Regions from separate parts of the Mus musculus genome. Here regions 1 and 3 are each linked to region 2. Evidence: chromatin contacts called from public Micro-C and promoter capture Hi-C data. All regions are on one chromosome and are shown on one strand. The core of a region is the stretch at or near the end of the contact, and the rest is flanking DNA. Distances in the headings are between cores, read along the strand shown. Region 1 has its middle 30 kb from the start of Gm34434. Region 2 holds the start of Sh3glb1 (SH3-domain GRB2-like B1 (endophilin)). Region 3 overlaps Hs2st1 (heparan sulfate 2-O-sulfotransferase 1).

What was found. Promoter capture Hi-C pulls out the DNA fragments that hold promoters and counts their contacts. Hi-C and Micro-C count contacts between places; a contact is called where the count stands out from the background.
Region 1: a Micro-C map of embryonic stem cells shows a contact between it and region 2, with 4 times the contacts expected there. The contact joins the enhancer-like site here to the promoter of Sh3glb1 in region 2. A contact is called at or near these places in 3 of 39 promoter capture datasets (embryonic stem cells and stem cell-derived epiblast-like cells), 1 of 15 datasets of contacts at CTCF or cohesin (stem cell-derived epiblast-like cells), 3 of 484 Hi-C or Micro-C datasets (the G1E-ER4 cell line and embryonic stem cells) and 5 of 115 datasets of contacts at active chromatin or transcription factors (DN3 thymocytes, astrocytes, epiblast stem cells and 2 more).
Region 3: a contact with region 2 is called in a promoter capture Hi-C map of embryonic stem cells, with 2.7 times the contacts expected there. The contact joins the enhancer-like site here to the promoter of Sh3glb1 in region 2. A contact is called at or near these places in 18 of 39 promoter capture datasets (the 3T3-L1 cell line, the C10 cell line, the HPC-7 cell line and 10 more), 1 of 15 datasets of contacts at CTCF or cohesin (stem cell-derived epiblast-like cells), 12 of 484 Hi-C or Micro-C datasets (the G1E-ER4 cell line, the HPC-7 cell line, LSK cells and 7 more), 6 of 115 datasets of contacts at active chromatin or transcription factors (bone marrow-derived macrophages, cardiomyocytes, epiblast stem cells and 3 more) and 3 of 9 other capture datasets (adipose tissue, embryonic stem cells and liver).

What each region holds. Positions count from the first base shown.
Region 1 is chr3:144,409,916-144,414,852 of GRCm38.p6, forward strand. No RefSeq gene overlaps it. Among named protein-coding and RNA genes, the nearest start is that of Gm34434, 30 kb to the left of the region's middle. Within about 2 kb of position 3,101, at least 51 of the 459 cell types and tissues checked have an H3K27ac peak or open chromatin away from gene starts, as enhancers often do. A contact at or near this core is called in DN3 thymocytes, embryonic stem cells, epiblast stem cells and 2 more, where this site is marked.
Region 2 is chr3:144,718,271-144,723,133 of GRCm38.p6, forward strand. It overlaps Sh3glb1 (SH3-domain GRB2-like B1 (endophilin)), which reads right to left and starts at 2,065. Exons shown (of 9, transcript NM_019464.3): 1 at 1,712-2,065. The coding sequence starts at 1,783.
Region 3 is chr3:144,434,357-144,439,344 of GRCm38.p6, forward strand. It overlaps Hs2st1 (heparan sulfate 2-O-sulfotransferase 1), which reads right to left. Exons shown (of 7, transcript NM_011828.4): 5 at 3,239-3,336; 6 at 1,106-1,263; 7 at 1-358. The coding sequence ends at 132. Among named protein-coding and RNA genes, the nearest start is that of Gm34434, 55 kb to the left of the region's middle. Within about 2 kb of position 1,380, at least 7 of the 459 cell types and tissues checked have an H3K27ac peak or open chromatin away from gene starts, as enhancers often do. A contact at or near this core is called in embryonic stem cells, where this site is marked.

The DNA.
Region 1 (4,937 bases), core at 1,851-4,350, 310 kb before region 2:
TTATCAAATGACAGCTCAGCTCCTGCTGAGAGTCACCTGCTCCTTGGCCTCAGCACATGCCTATAGCCTTGTACTGGCATGTGCACAGAGTACAGCTGGGACAAAGGATGTAACACACAGCCCGGGGACCACACTGGTCCCTTATGGATGCTGACAAGGCCATTATCTCACGAGGTTTCATAAAGCAGCTTACCTATCCCCTGGTTTGGTTCACCTGAGGGTGTCTTGTGTCAGATCACCCATGTGCACAACCTACATGAGTGTTGCAAGTGTCCTCACGGGCCACAGTGAGCTCTAGCAAGTATCCCGTGTTCCCAGGCTTCACAACCTGGCTCTCCCCCAAAGGCTCAAATAACTACATACATACTGAGAAGCCGACCTGAGAACGTGCTGTTTCCACATACAGTTGAGGACCCCTGAGGTCTCATCCACAGAGCAGAGATGGGGCCTCCTAGCCTCATGTCACATTCATTGCCCTGGGTGGTCCAATGCCTGCTTCAAGTCTCTGACTTCTCTGGGTTACTGGAGGGCAGAATAATCAAAACTGAACAACTGATACTGACAGATACAGAATTTATCTGTGGCTAGCAAGATGGCTCATTGTGTAATGGTATTTGCCACCAAGCTTGATGTCTCTGGTTCAATTCCTGGGACCAGCATGGTGGAGAGACCCACTTTCTGAAATTTGACCTCTGACCTCCATAGGCATGCCATGGAGCACACACACACACACAGACACACACACACACAGACACACACACACGATGAATAAATAAAAAGCATTTTTAAATTTAATGCAAATAAAAAGTAATTAAATATAGAAACAGATCTTTAAGCCCTGGCTGTGATGCACCAGGAACCATTCCTTCCGCATGGATGCGTCAACGTTCCCTCTGCTGAGGACACGTTTCCTGATACCTTTCGGGGGTCTAGAAAGCAATGGACATGTAAAATTAACATCCGAGATGAACCTACACATCAAGAAGTCAATGTCAAATCACTCCATTCTTTGTCTCAATTACATCCAAGGTTGACTTGTGCTTGCCCTAACCCCAACTAAGTACTTTCCCCTCCAGGGTGCACGCCCAAGATGCAGTGTGTCCGTCCCCAGTCCAGTTCTGTTTTCAGAGCTACAGGCACCTTCTGAATGTAAGCAGTCTAACTACCCACTTCCACTGGGGGGGGGGGCACTGAGTCACTCCTCCCATGCTACCCAATCCTTCCAGCACCGGGCAGGACGGCTCTAAATGGTTGTGGTTTAGTAATTTGGGGGCTCATTTGCAAGGCAAATGCAAACTACCTAAAATTAGGGCTCAGTGGTGTAGAGCACTCACTGAAGGCTGCTTTTGTTTTGTTTGAAAACCACAGTCTTGCTTGACAAGATGTTATCACCAATCTGGCAGGAGAATCGGAGAATTGGATCTCTTTGTTCACTGTAGAAAATCTATTCCATTCTTCTGAGTGACAGGATCCTATGGGAAGAGACAATGGAGGCAGGTCGCTGGCCAGTTGCAGCGGAGAACAGGGCTGAGAGGGAAAGGGTTGGAAAAGAAAGCTACCCCCTGGGAGCTGGTGTCAACAATGGTGCAGCTCCCAGCAGGGATGCCTAGGGCTCCAATTCCTCTTAGAGAAGTATGCAGTAGTGTTTGGTCAACTTCAAACACAGCTTCTTTAGATCTTTATTTCAGATTCAACCTGAGTCTATTCCAACTTGGGGGGGGGGCATAGACGGGAGGGCCAGTAGGGTGGTTCAATTTAGTTTATTCTTGGCAAAACAGATCTTCCTGAGCCTCAGAGGTGGGGGTGGGGGGGAAGCAGCTTAGACAGATGTAAACAGACTCTAAGGCCCTTTGGACATCAAATAACACTAGCAAAGCAACGTTTAGATGAGTTAAGTGTAAATCAATCAGAAACATATGGACTACATTTCCCTGAAAATACACAGAGGTTTACAAATTGCAGGCACAGGGTGGGGTGGTGGTGGGTTGGCAAGACACAAGACTCATTTGCCAAACCTAGTGTTTGGAGAAGACTTAAAGAAAGCAGACTGACCCAGAGTGCCTTCAAGTCTGCCATCCCTGATGCTGGTCACATCCCACAGGACCACAAATATTTAAGGGCATGGGTTTTAAGAGATTTGCATGTTGGATAAACTTAACTGCTCGGAACATGCAGTGATTCCTTACCAGATAAATGTTCACGGAAAGGTGAAACTGTCAAGTACCGTGCTACAAAAGGTGAGGGCATCTGCCTGAGTCGGACTGAGCGGGCTTAAACAGAGTGGGACACACTGGGACACGCTGAGGTTCCATGCCTGCAGTTGTGGGTTCACCGAGGGTAGACCCTACTTTTCCCAGTATGGATCTCCCTCTCTCCCTCTCTCTCTCTCTCTCTCTCTCTCTCTCTCCCTCTCTCTCTCTCTCTCTCTCTCTCTCTCTCTCTCTCTCTCTCTCTCTGCACGAGGGGAAGATAGCATCTTGCACTCACTGGAGAGGAGAGGGGAGGGGAGGGGAGGGGAGGGGAGGGGAGGGGAGGGGAGGGGAGGGGAGGGGAGGGGAGGGGAGGGGAGGGGAGGGGAGGGGAGGGGAGGAAGAAAGAGGCCGGCCAGGAGCACAAGGGGAGAGAGGGGACAGAGTGGGGGAGCAAGAAGGCAAGAAAAGAGGAGAGAGGAGGGGGCTACTGAGTCAGGCATACCTGGCTGTTGCCAGGTAACTGTGGGGCGGAGCTTAGACAAAATGCTAACTGATGTGGCTTGTGGTTTAGGCTATGCTCTAAAGCAAAGAGTTTCCTCACCTCATTCTATCCCAAGGGGGTGGGGGGAACAACCTAGATGTAGTCGTCAGGAGTGGGCTGGTGTTTGAGAGAGAAAGGGTAGAGACGCGTGCAGATTTGAAAGGAAGGAGCAAAGTCCCTGGAACGGCCAAGTAGAATGGCTTACACCTGTGAAGACTGACAACAGGCAACGGGTGGGTCCAGAGACACCGCAGGCAACCAACCCTCTGTCCATATGCAAAGAGGATAGCTTAGCCCCTGGTGTTCCCGCCCGCCAGCACCCCCCCCCCCTTCTGGGCTTGGCATCTGGTTGTCAGAGCCTAAGAGGCCTTTTTGTACCACACTTTGTGTGAGGGGGGCAGGCAACTGCGGGCAGCTGGAGTGACAGGGGCTTAGTATTTCCTGTGACAGGGCACTGTTTGCTTTCTAAGCAAAGACATGCAAATAAAGACAATGAAAAATGCAAGGGATGTAAACTTGTCTAAGAAGAAGCAGAGGTTTTCTTTGTTCTAGAGATTTCCTTCAGTGACTCCCCTGTCATGCAGATGTGTGTTAAGTGTCTCATCCAGGTCCTGACCTTGGTGAAACTAGCTAGCTGTCCATATGCAAAGAGGATAGCAAAGATCCTGGTGTTCCCCGCAGAAAGTCCTCATTATTTAATTCTTGTACGGGACACTTCAAATGGCTCCATTTTATAATAAACAAGAGGCAGAAAAGGTATGAACTTGACATTATGAGGCAAAAAAAAAATCATATAATTGAGCGTTTCAGGTTTTATATTTAATGTAGTTTAAGTCACCATTATAAACATGCATTAATTTTTTAGTCTGAACAAAGAAATACATCATTTGCTTTGGAAATTTTTAATCACATGATTGCAGAACAGCATCTCAGTCTTTGCTTTCCCAGCCAACAGTACAAATAGGGCATTTAAAGTTTTTTTTTTCTTTCAACTAATTAATTTTGTATGTATAGTATGCTAGTGTGTATGTGTTCGTATGTGAGTGCACAAGTTATGTGGGTGTGTGCACATGTGTGTGCATGTGCAAGTGGAGACTAAAAGTCAACTTCAAGTGTCTGCCTGGGTCATTCTCTATTTTATTTTTTAATGTGTATTTTTTAATGTGTAGTTTGCCTATGTGTGTGTATATGCACCATGCGGATGCCAGAAGCTCACGGAGCTCAGAAGACATCAGATCCTCTAGAAGGAGAGTTAGGGATGGTCCTGAGCCACCCAGAGAACCCTGGGAACAGGACCTTTATCCTCTGCCAAGACAAGTGCCCTTGACCTCTCCACCTCGCCAGTCCTTACATCTGAGTTTTTGAGGTTCTCTCACTGAACCGGGAACAACAGGAATCCACCTGCCTCTACCTCCCTAGACGTGCGGTTACAGCCAAAGGCCCCCTGCCCAGGTTTTACACAGGCCTGGGAGAGTTAAATGCAGCTCTGCAGGTTTCCGTGGCAAGCTCTTTACTGTCTAAATCCTCCCTCCAGCCCTGAAGGAGCATCTCATTGAATATTCAAGAGCTCTATGAATTTCCTTGACTGTGTCTCTGGTTTGATTCATCCATTTGTCTCAGGATCACTATCTATTTTAATTTCTTGTTTTTCCCATTGCGATCTGCCCTGCTCCTGCCATGCCGCTACACTTACCAGTTGGCTGTGGTCAGAGCAATTATCCGACTTCGGTTGTCCATGCCATCAGGTTTCTGGAAGGTCTGAAATGGGACTTTGAAGTCATCCTGACAGATGCTTACTGTATCCCCAAACTCACCGAATAGGAGATTGGTCCAGTGGGCTTCCTGAGGTGACTGACAGGGGATGACCAGTGATTATAGATCCTGACGTGACTGACGGGGATGACAAGTGATTATAGACACTTGTAAGTATTGTAGTAAGTATGTAAGTATTGTAAGACACTTGTAAGTATTTTCGTGAAATTGTTACTTTTGTTACAAAACTTTGAAACTATGAGGGTATGAATAATTCGTATTTGGGTAATCTCTATCATTTTATTCATTAAGATGGGGAAAGAATCAGAGGAGGAAGTTCTCTATTTTTATTAGACTCTCCCCTGTCATCGTCCGCCCAGAGCTGCTCCTTTGGAGTTGTCCTGGGTAAGAAGTTACAGTTTAAATATGGGGTGTGCCCTGTGATCCTGTGT
Region 2 (4,863 bases), core at 815-3,314:
CTAAAATTCATTGGGGAAGTATAATTTTTATGAAAATTTCTAGCTTTACTTTCTAAAATTGAGTCTTTCAATAATTTAGATTGAATTATGTATTTTGTGTCTGATTGAGACACATAATTGTATTAAACTGTGGATTATGTAGTATCTGTCACATTAAATACCTGGAGTAACAGGTAAGCAACACTAAACAAAACTTACCACAGCCTCGGCTCCTCTACTGAGTTAATGTTAAGTCTAAAAACACCTCATCTCATCCCCCAATTATTGAATCACACATTTCTGGGGAGGAAGGAGGATTAAGGGGCGAGTATGGCTGTGAGCTTCTCACACAGTGCACTGGTCCAGGGAATCAAAAGCGAGGTGGAATCTCCCATCCCTAAGCGTTACTCACTGTTGGTAAGAGTTCAGATTTTACCAAATGATCTTTAAGTTCTCTTGGGGCCACATCATATTGCTATTTTACATATCTTAACCCCGTGATGATCATTCTGAGGGAAAACGCAGCCTCTAGTATAGTAAGTAGTGGGTCAGAGGGCAACTTTGGTTGTCTGCTAGCCAAGCAAGTCAAGCCAGTTTATTTACCCTCTCTAAGACTGCTTCCTTTTTAAGGGAGGGCGAACAATGCCTCTCTGGCAAAGTGACAGAGATGGGCTGCAGCTAGTACGTTCAATGCACAGTAAACTGCTCGTCATACTATTTTTCATAAGATAGGCAGTCATTACCCTGGGGAACTGTCCGATTCTTTTGCCAAGGATAACGAAATATGATATTCACAGTGCCAGTAAAATGAAATGAATCAAGAAATAAAGCAGCACACGTGAGATTTATAGTTCGGTGGGATTTTGGCACATGGGACATTACTTTTGTTTTCTCTTTCCGGAACAGAGGGCTGCTGCTACCCTATGTCACTAACTTCAATACCAGATTGTTTACAAGCCACGTTGTGAAATTGACATCTGCTCCGAGATTTAACTGAGTTTGCATAATGTGGGTGTTGACTGTAAAAAATCTGCCCAAGTTCCCTATTGCTGACACTTCCTTAATCACAGAATAAGGAGACGCAGTGAACTTTTCCCTTCCAAGTGCGCCTGAAGCCAAGCGTGCCCGGTCCCCTCCAATGTGACAACAACGTGAATCGCGTCCTCCTCTCACCCCTGCTCTATATAGCCCATCTGGGGAACGCGTCAGGGCACCCCTAATCCTAGGTGTCCTGCGTCCTTGGTGAAGCTGGGACACCGACAGGGACAGGCAATCTCCATCTCCCCCACGGGCTGCTAAGCTCTGGGACAATCCTTCCAAGGGGCAGCAGCGAGGGCTGGTGGGAACTGAGCTGGCAGCTCCTCTGCGTTGAGGGGCAGGAAAAGGAAACTCCCTTCTCGGTCGGACGCGGCCCGGAGGGCGAGAGCGAGCGCAGCGGAGGGTGGGGGTGGCGCCAAGGTGCTCGGCGTGCCCTGCCTCGCCGGCTGGGGCACCGAGGCCTCCGCCCCGGGGTGAACCCAAGGTGTCCGCCCTGGGCCGCGTCCCGACTCGCCTGCCGGGGCGCGGGGCGGCGGCGGCCGGGCGAGCGAGGCGGAAACGGCCAGCGGGGCAGGGGCGCCAGGCCGCGCCCATCGGCAGGCCTGGGTACCAGGGCGACGCCGTCCCCGACCCGCCCTCCGCTCGCCCTCCCCGGCGCCACCACCCCGCCCGGCCCCAACCGCCGCCGCCGTACCTGCACGGCCCGGCTGAGGAAGGTGCCCGCGTCGGCCGCCAGCTTCTTCACGTTGAAATCCATGATGTTCATGCCGGGCGGCAGCCGGGCAGAGCCGCCGGCTGCGCTAGCGGGGAGGCGGGGAGCGCCGCGGCCGGGCTGGGGCGCCGGGCGACGGCGACGGCGGGGCGGACGTGGTAGGTGGCGGGAGGCGGCGCCAGCCCCGCGCAGCTGTCGTTTCCTGGCGGGGAGGCGGGGGAGGGAAGAGGGCGGGCGCCCGCGAGCGCGCGCCTCTCCGCTCACACGCTGGGCCTGTCGCGTCGCCGAGCAGCTGCGAGCCACGGGGACCGAGGTCGCGTCCGGAGGAAGGCCCCGCCCCGCCCCGCCGCCCGGCGACTGTGCAACCGCGGCGGAAAACAGCCGGCCGGGAGGGGGGCGTGGCCTCACCGATGGCGTGGGGTGGGGGGCGGGGGTGTCCTCGCGGGAACAGCGACCCCTGCAGGGTGGCCGAGGATTCACCACTGGGTGGAGCCGCTGCAGAGGTTCTCATGGGAACAGCGACCCCTGCAGGGAGGCCGAGGATTCACCACTGGGTGGAGCCGCTGCAGAGGTTCTCATGGGAACAGCGACCCCTGCAGGGTGGCCGAGGATTCACCACTGGGTGGAGCCGCGGCTGAGGCTCTCCTGACAGCTCACTAAGCACCAAGCCAGTGTCAGAGCATCAGTGGAAGTTCTTACCAGAACGAGAGCCTCCTGGGCTCTCACCCTGATTCCCTCCCACAGCATCTCAGTGAGTGTCTGTGACAGAATCGCCCGGACAAAAGTTCCTTAGAAAAGCATGGACAAAACGTTCCTTAAAAGGAAACAGAACTGACACTATAGAATCATTGGCCCGGATTTCCTGTATTGGGTCTGGGGTCAAAGGCTACCTATGGCTTGGGTAGACACCTAGCCAATCTTTGCTGAACGGGATTGTCTTCATTGTCCCCTACCCTATTATACTTTGACTCACTGTTGAGGACCTATTGTGTGTGAGGCATTGAGTAGGTGCTGAAGGGTTCAGTCCCTTTGGTGGCTGGTGGTCATCTGAGGCATATTTAGAAAGTATCTCCCATCCCCTGGGAAGGTATATAAGAGCATTTCAGAGAGACAATGGAGAAGAAAGACAAGGTTCCTATCCGGTTATACATTCCTTCACTCCTGAGTACCTACTGTCTGGCAGGGCCTCAACCTTCCAACTCTTAGCTGTGTGATAAAGGCATGAGCCCTTCCCCCCACACCCACCCACCCAGACACCCACACTACACTCAGCTAATTTAGTTTCTGTTTTCTGAGAAAAGGCCTCATGCGACCTAGCCTGGCTTCAGGTATCCAAAGACCGCTTCAAACCCATCACCCTCCTGTCTTTGTTTTTCTTTCTTGTTCCTCCCTCCTTTTTCTTCTCCCCACTTCCTTTATCCTGGGGACCAAACCACTGTCCAATAGATCCTGTTTTACAGGTCTTATCATGTAACTTTCATTTTGGTGTTTCAAGATGCCTCTGGAACCTCTAGATATCACACATATGTTCTCACATTAGAAAGGAAATGAAGGGGAGAGGCAAAAGTACACACCAGCTCAGTGTCCCTTTCTCCTTTAAAACAAGCATTCCATAACCCCCAGCTCGTAAACTTTCATTTTCACATCGTTAGTGAGAACTGGGCCATTTAGGTCCTCACAATGGCAGTTCGATCGAATAAATGCAATGTGCTCTGTTAAAAAAAACTAAGAGCATTTGTGAGAGAATGGTAGGTCTTGTCTTTAACAGTACGTATTGTTGTCTTAGACAAGACAGAGCTTGTGCTATCGAAGAAGGAGAGAATAGTTACAGGAGACGCAGCTGTTGACATTTGCTTTGCTGCTATCAAGCAAGAACGAAAGGAGTCTTACGATCTCTGGAACCTCTCTGCAGGCTTTAGGTCTATATAATTTTAAAAAATCGGGAGGAAGTTCTGAGGCTGGAGCTCAGTGGGTAGAATTTTCCAAGTGTAAGTGTTAGGCCATTGGTTCCAGTCCCAACTGAAAGAAAAGAAAACAGGAAAAACGGGGGTGGAGTGGATGGGTGCACGTCGACCCTGTTAAAAGGAGATAAAACAAACCGTGGTTTCTTCTGTTGTCTATCATTTGGCCTGTGACAGTATTTTTTGCTATTTAATGCCATTATAGACAAAAACTAAAAGTTGGATTATTTGTGAGGATTTTACTATATATTAATAGGGAACAAGAGTATCTGTACGTTATACGCTGTAGAAAGATTTAAAAAAAAATCTGTATTTGAGTATTTTGCCTGCATATATGTCCACGGACCACTTGTGTGCCTGATGCACTCAGAAGCCAGAGGAGAAATCAGCATAGCTATAGACCCTGTAGCTTCCCATGGTTACTTCCCACCCAGGATCACTGAGAACTGAACTCTGGTCCTTTGCCGACTCTCCACTATATGTGTGCTTTGTTGGCTGAGGTGTTGACTTTGAATTTGTAGCTTTCTCTGCTGCTTGTGTTTTCAGTTTCTGTCTGTGTATAGGTTTGTCTGACATGGATGTGTCTTAGATGATGTGTGTATACATGCCCACATGCACATCACGTTTCTGGCTTACATCACTTTTGGATTTTAAGACAAATACTTTACTGATTTAATGGCTTCAATGTATGGCCATTAAAATACCCAAATAGCACAGAAATGCAGCGGGATGAGAGCTGCCAGTCACTCAGATACTCAGAGTTAGCCAGTGGTAACATTTGTTTCTCTCTCTCTGTAAATATAGATGAAGCATGTGTGACACAGGTCTAAATGTAAGCATGAGAGCAACAGGGTGAGAGAATGGGGGATGGACAGACAGAGGGACAGGTGGGAGAGGGTACTGGGGAGGGGGCATACAGTTGCTTTGTATGAATATTTCTTTTTTTTTCTTTTTTTCTCTTTTTATTTATTTGTCTGCTTTGGAGACAGCGTCTCTCTGGCTTAGCCTGGACCCGACAGTGTAATCCTCTTGCCTAGTCTCCTAGGTGCTGGGGTCCTGCTCAGCCCAGACAACTGTTCTGTTCGTTTCTGGGGAAGGGAGCACGGAAAGGCCCTTCCCATCCTGTGTACACTTGACCCTCTCGCTCCTGGGACAATAAAAACGTCCTCTGTC
Region 3 (4,988 bases), core at 130-2,629, 280 kb before region 2:
CTCACTCCTTGACATTCATGTCTGTCCCCAGCTCAGCGTGGCTCACAGCTCGCACACGCATCAGCAGGGGGCTGAGAAGGGTGGTGACACAGTCAAGTTCCGGGGCAGGAGTGCTCTGGCCACACCTGCGCTCAGTTCGACTTAGGGTAAATCTTTTCGTAGAAAAAGTTCTGGGCCAGGATGTAGAGGTCTCCGTCTTTCTCGCGGACAGCGTGAGCTCGGATGAACTGGAACTGCTCCAGAGCAAACTCATAGAACTCATTCTCCATCTTCCAAATGTCAGACTGCTGCAGCTTCGCGATAGTCTGCTTGGTGGGCAGCTTCTTCTCTGTGGTTTTCCTAAGGTGAGATTTCTTTCCTACTTACGATGGAAAGACAGGAAACATAAATAATTCTTACAGAACACACACAGACATGCCTCTTTACTTGAAGAAGTGGTTTCTGCTAATAAGACAATGTGAAGGGCAAGTAACACATTACCCTATAACATTAATAACATAATCCAGCAAAATCCAGAAAGCTAACCTCATCCGAGGCAGCACCATTACAAGGTGAATCCTTAAAAGACCCAACAAAATGCCCAAGTAGTAAATGCAAGACTCCACTCAGTAAGTGGAGTCTCTCACCCTCTCCACTCTAAGAACCATTTACTTATTTTTAAACAACCACCACTACCAGTGTCCAGTTGTGTGTGTGTGCGTCCCTGGAGTCAGTCCTTTTCTCCTATCACATATCTGGGCTCCTGCCACAAGTGCCCTCACACTGTTGAGCTAGCTTGCTGGCCCTTGCTTATTTAAAAAAAAAAAAAATTTCCGATAAAGCCTTTATCTAGCTTCCCACCACCTATATTTGCTACAATAGTGGAGAATGGAGGGTAGATGCAAACTCTAGGGGAGTTTGAGGTAAGCTGTCACACAAAACCATCAATATCGATGGACTCACAATGGTCTGGACGTGCCCTTAGACAAGCGACTGCAGAAATACAGCCCACGATGGCTGTTCTTGTGTTTAGCCTTCCCACCCCACCCCTCTTCTAGAACCGTAGTCTACTTTATCACAGAGCAAGTCAGTGAGGGCCGTGGAAACCAACCTCCCACACACATACCTGTACGGTAGAGGTCGGTAGCGCCCCGGAAGAATCGGGGCAAAGCTGCCTCGAGCAGCATGATGAAGTCCTCGAGCTCCTCGGTGACTCCCACCAGGAAGTACTCATTAATGAGGTTAGACTTAGCCTGGTCCATGGCCCATCTGCTCCCTACATTCCTGAGACCACAGAAAAGGAATAAAACTCGGTCACGAAATCTGCTAAGTGTTGTGGAGGAAATAGGGAGGCAGGCGCGCAGGCGAGCACAGTAGCGGCAGCGCCCTTAGAGGGCACCTCTGGGAAGGCGACCTGGATTCTAACTCTCCCCACTGCCACACAGACAGACGCTCCTGAAGGGTTCTGGAAATGAACTGACTTTAAGGACGGTTTGTTTGGATCATACGTCCTTTATCTGACTTAGTGTGCACTATGTGTTTTAAAACTACTCTAAAACTTTGCTCATTCTGAGAGCCCCTTTGGTAAAGTAGAAGCAATTTGTGTTTATTGTTTATCTTAATTTGTAAACTCCATGTCTTTTCTTTCCATAAGCTTTAGTGTTTCCTGAAATTCTGAGAAACAGAAAGTAGGTAAGAAGAGGCTCTGCTTACAATCTTTTTGTTTACAGTGTGAGCTAATGTTGTTAACGGGTTTCACCCTAAATAGACTGTACTTCTGGGATCTAATTAGCACCAACATTCTTTACGCTTAACTCTGGCTCTGCATTTTAAGTGCCAATGTGATCCCAAGGCTGTGGCTTCACTCTATTTTCTCAACTATTAAAACAAAGTCAGAACCACAAGCCAAAAAACTGGGTGTGGTGGTGCATTCCTGTTATCCTGGCACATGGGAAGTGGAGACAGGAGGGTTACAAGTTCAAGGGCAGCCTGGGCTACAAGAGATTCTACCTCAAAAGAACCTTAAAGCGGGGAGAAAGAAGGGCTTAGTTGATTTCTAAGGTCTCCCCAAGCTGTGTATGAAATATATGAAGTATCCTCTCTATTTAAAACTCAATTGGGCAATACTTTTCATTATTCAAAAGCAGGGCCTGGCAAACTTTTTCTACAAAAGGCAGAGAGTAAATGTCTTAGGCTTTGTAGGCGATATGGCTTAAACCATATTGTTTAAGTCTGCTATCTCAGCAGATGGTAAATGCACCAGCATTAGTGGCTGTGCTCTATAAAGCTTTATTTACAAAACGCAAGTTCTCTGCCATATCTGGGCCATTGAATTAGTTTCCTTTTCAGAGAAAGTGGCTAAAACCTGAAAGACTCTCCCAGCGTTTCCAATTCTCTTTCTATGAAGATGCTTTGGAGCAGCCTACAGGCAGGACCTTAAACTTTCTGTCAATCTACGCTGCTCAGATAATTTAGAAATCTCTTGAAGTTCCCATTATAGTTTAAGAAATATACTAATTCAGAATGGATTTTGTTTCTGTATTTTTCTATCAAAATGATTGAATAAACCAAGTATGGCAGTGCATGTCTGTTCCCAGCACTGCAGAGTCTGAGGCAAGCGTCTCAAGTTCAGGAAACCAAAGGGCGGGCACACAGCCCGGTGATACACTACTTGCCTCGCTTGTGCAAGGCTCCAGATCTCATCTTTAGAGCCCCCAAAATAAATGGTCGACTAGAATAAATAAATGAGTACAAATATTTAAAGAACTTGGACACAGGACATTCTGGGGATATAAGGTTTTTTTAAAATTAAAATCCCTTCTTACCTCGTGTTTACTAGCTGACTAGATTACAACCACACGTTATAAGAGTATTGTTGGATACTTAAAAACTCAAAATAAGTTTAACAATAAAATCAGATGAATACTTCTTGGCTTTGTTTGATCTACTTGAAGCAGTAAACTTAGGACAAAATAAGGTTTCTGAAATGACCTCTGACCTCTAAGATCCTCTGCTGCAATTCAGCAAAACAGAACTCCAAAGCAAAAATAACTGCAGTTGATAAGCCACACCGTGAGAGCATGTTGACAGTGAACCTTTAAAACCATTTAGAGAAAACAAATCTAGATATTTACATGTCAGGTGAGGTTCGGACTCTCATAATTCTCTATCCAGCCCTGGCTACCCCAGCCCGGCTCATGGGATGTGGGTTATGGAGGTAAGGAAGAAGTTTATTATTTAGTTTCGTTTGTTGTCCTACCAGCATTCTGAGCTGTGGCCACAGAAGAACGGGATCTGAAGCCAGAGCTTCTCTGGAGCACAGTCGGAGCCGCCCTCAGCCACACATTCATCGAAGGTCTGCAGCAAAGACAAGAGCGCGGGCAAGTCAAAAGACTCTCTAAAGGCACGTGTGCTTGTAAGCATAGGATGCCATGGTGTGCAGGAAGGTCAGAGCAACCCTGGGCATCGGCCCTTGCCTTAGCTCTTGTTTGAAACAGGGTCTTTTATCTGCCGCTGAGGGCATTGGGCTACCTGGCCCACAAGATTAAGGGATCCTCTTGTCCTCACAGTACCCGTCTCACCAAAAACCATTGCGAGATTAGATGGTCACCATGGCACCCAGCTCTACATGTCGGAGGGAGCTGAAGCCAGGTCTCCACACTGCAAGGCAAGTGCTCTGCTCAGTGACTCATCTCTGCAGCTCTCAAATGGGTAACACGGTAAGTTAGGAAGGAACGAGTGCAAGTGTGTGGGATGAGGGAGATGGCCCAGTGGTTAAGAGCACTTGTTCCTGCAGAGGAGCGAGCTAAGTTCCCAGCACGAACACATGGTTCCCAACCACGCACACATCTGACCTCTAGTGAGAAACACGAGTGAGCGCCCGCTCCCTGCCCCGCGCAAGTCCTGCTTACTTTTGACAAGGAGCATCTGCCCTTACCATATTAGTCTGTCCTATGGCTTCTTCAACATATTAAGGTACCCCAAATCTCTGTAACTCTCCTAAAATGCTCTTCCTTGGTAGACTGATTCTTCTAACCGAGGTTACATGAGGCCAGCCTTCTGGTGGAAAGGCGCTTTTCCTCTTTTGAGTTGTATATGCTGCCTTGCTAACAGCCTGAGGAAGGGTACATACTTGTCTGCACGTGTCACCTTTATGTCCATAGGAAGCTTCATGGACTAGTGATATCATGTGTCCTGCTCCTCAACTATGGTCACAGCCATGTGCACACTGCATGCCGGAGCACACTGTGCGGTGCCACACGACTGTAGGCAGAACTAGCACACGGAAGTGCTGCTGCAGAAACCTCCTTTCGGATGGCAATACTAGAGGAAGTGTGGTGAGCTGGAGACAAGGCCACTCTTTTCATGACACAGATGAGATCGCCCTCACCGTTTCCCTGGATTCGCATTACGTATGTGCAATCTGTCTAAGTGGAAAACAGTGCCCTTGGCCACTGCATTACTTAGGCCTTTCCTAGCCGGTCTGTGTGAGGGCGAGTTGTTTTTTTTTTTAAATACAGGATCTCACGACTTAGACCAGACTGTCCCTGGATTCAGCGACCTGCCTGCTCCTGCCTCCCACGTGCTGGGTAAAATGTGTTTAAATTAGGTTGGTGTCTGGCTGTGCTTATGGGGGTTATCTCAGATGCGTAACTGAGGCAAGAAGGCCTGCTTGACTGTGCTGCAGGGAGGGGCAGGCACGTAGGAGGGCTTGGACGGAGGAAAGGAGAGGGGAAAATAAACTACTTATTGGAACTAGAATGTGAGCTGAACACAGCATGAATGCATTGGTTAACTAACCGTCTGCTACAGCTGACTACAGACGCCATCCTGCAACCCAAAATCCCGGGAAATGATGCCTCTGACCTGGAACTGTGAGCCAGCCCTTTCCTCTTAGGTTGCTTTTGTCAGCATATTTTGTCACAGCAACAGGACAAGAACCTAAGACAGTTCTGGTTTAGATCTCCTGCTGGAAGCCAACCCCCAAAATGGTTTTTACCATAAGGCAA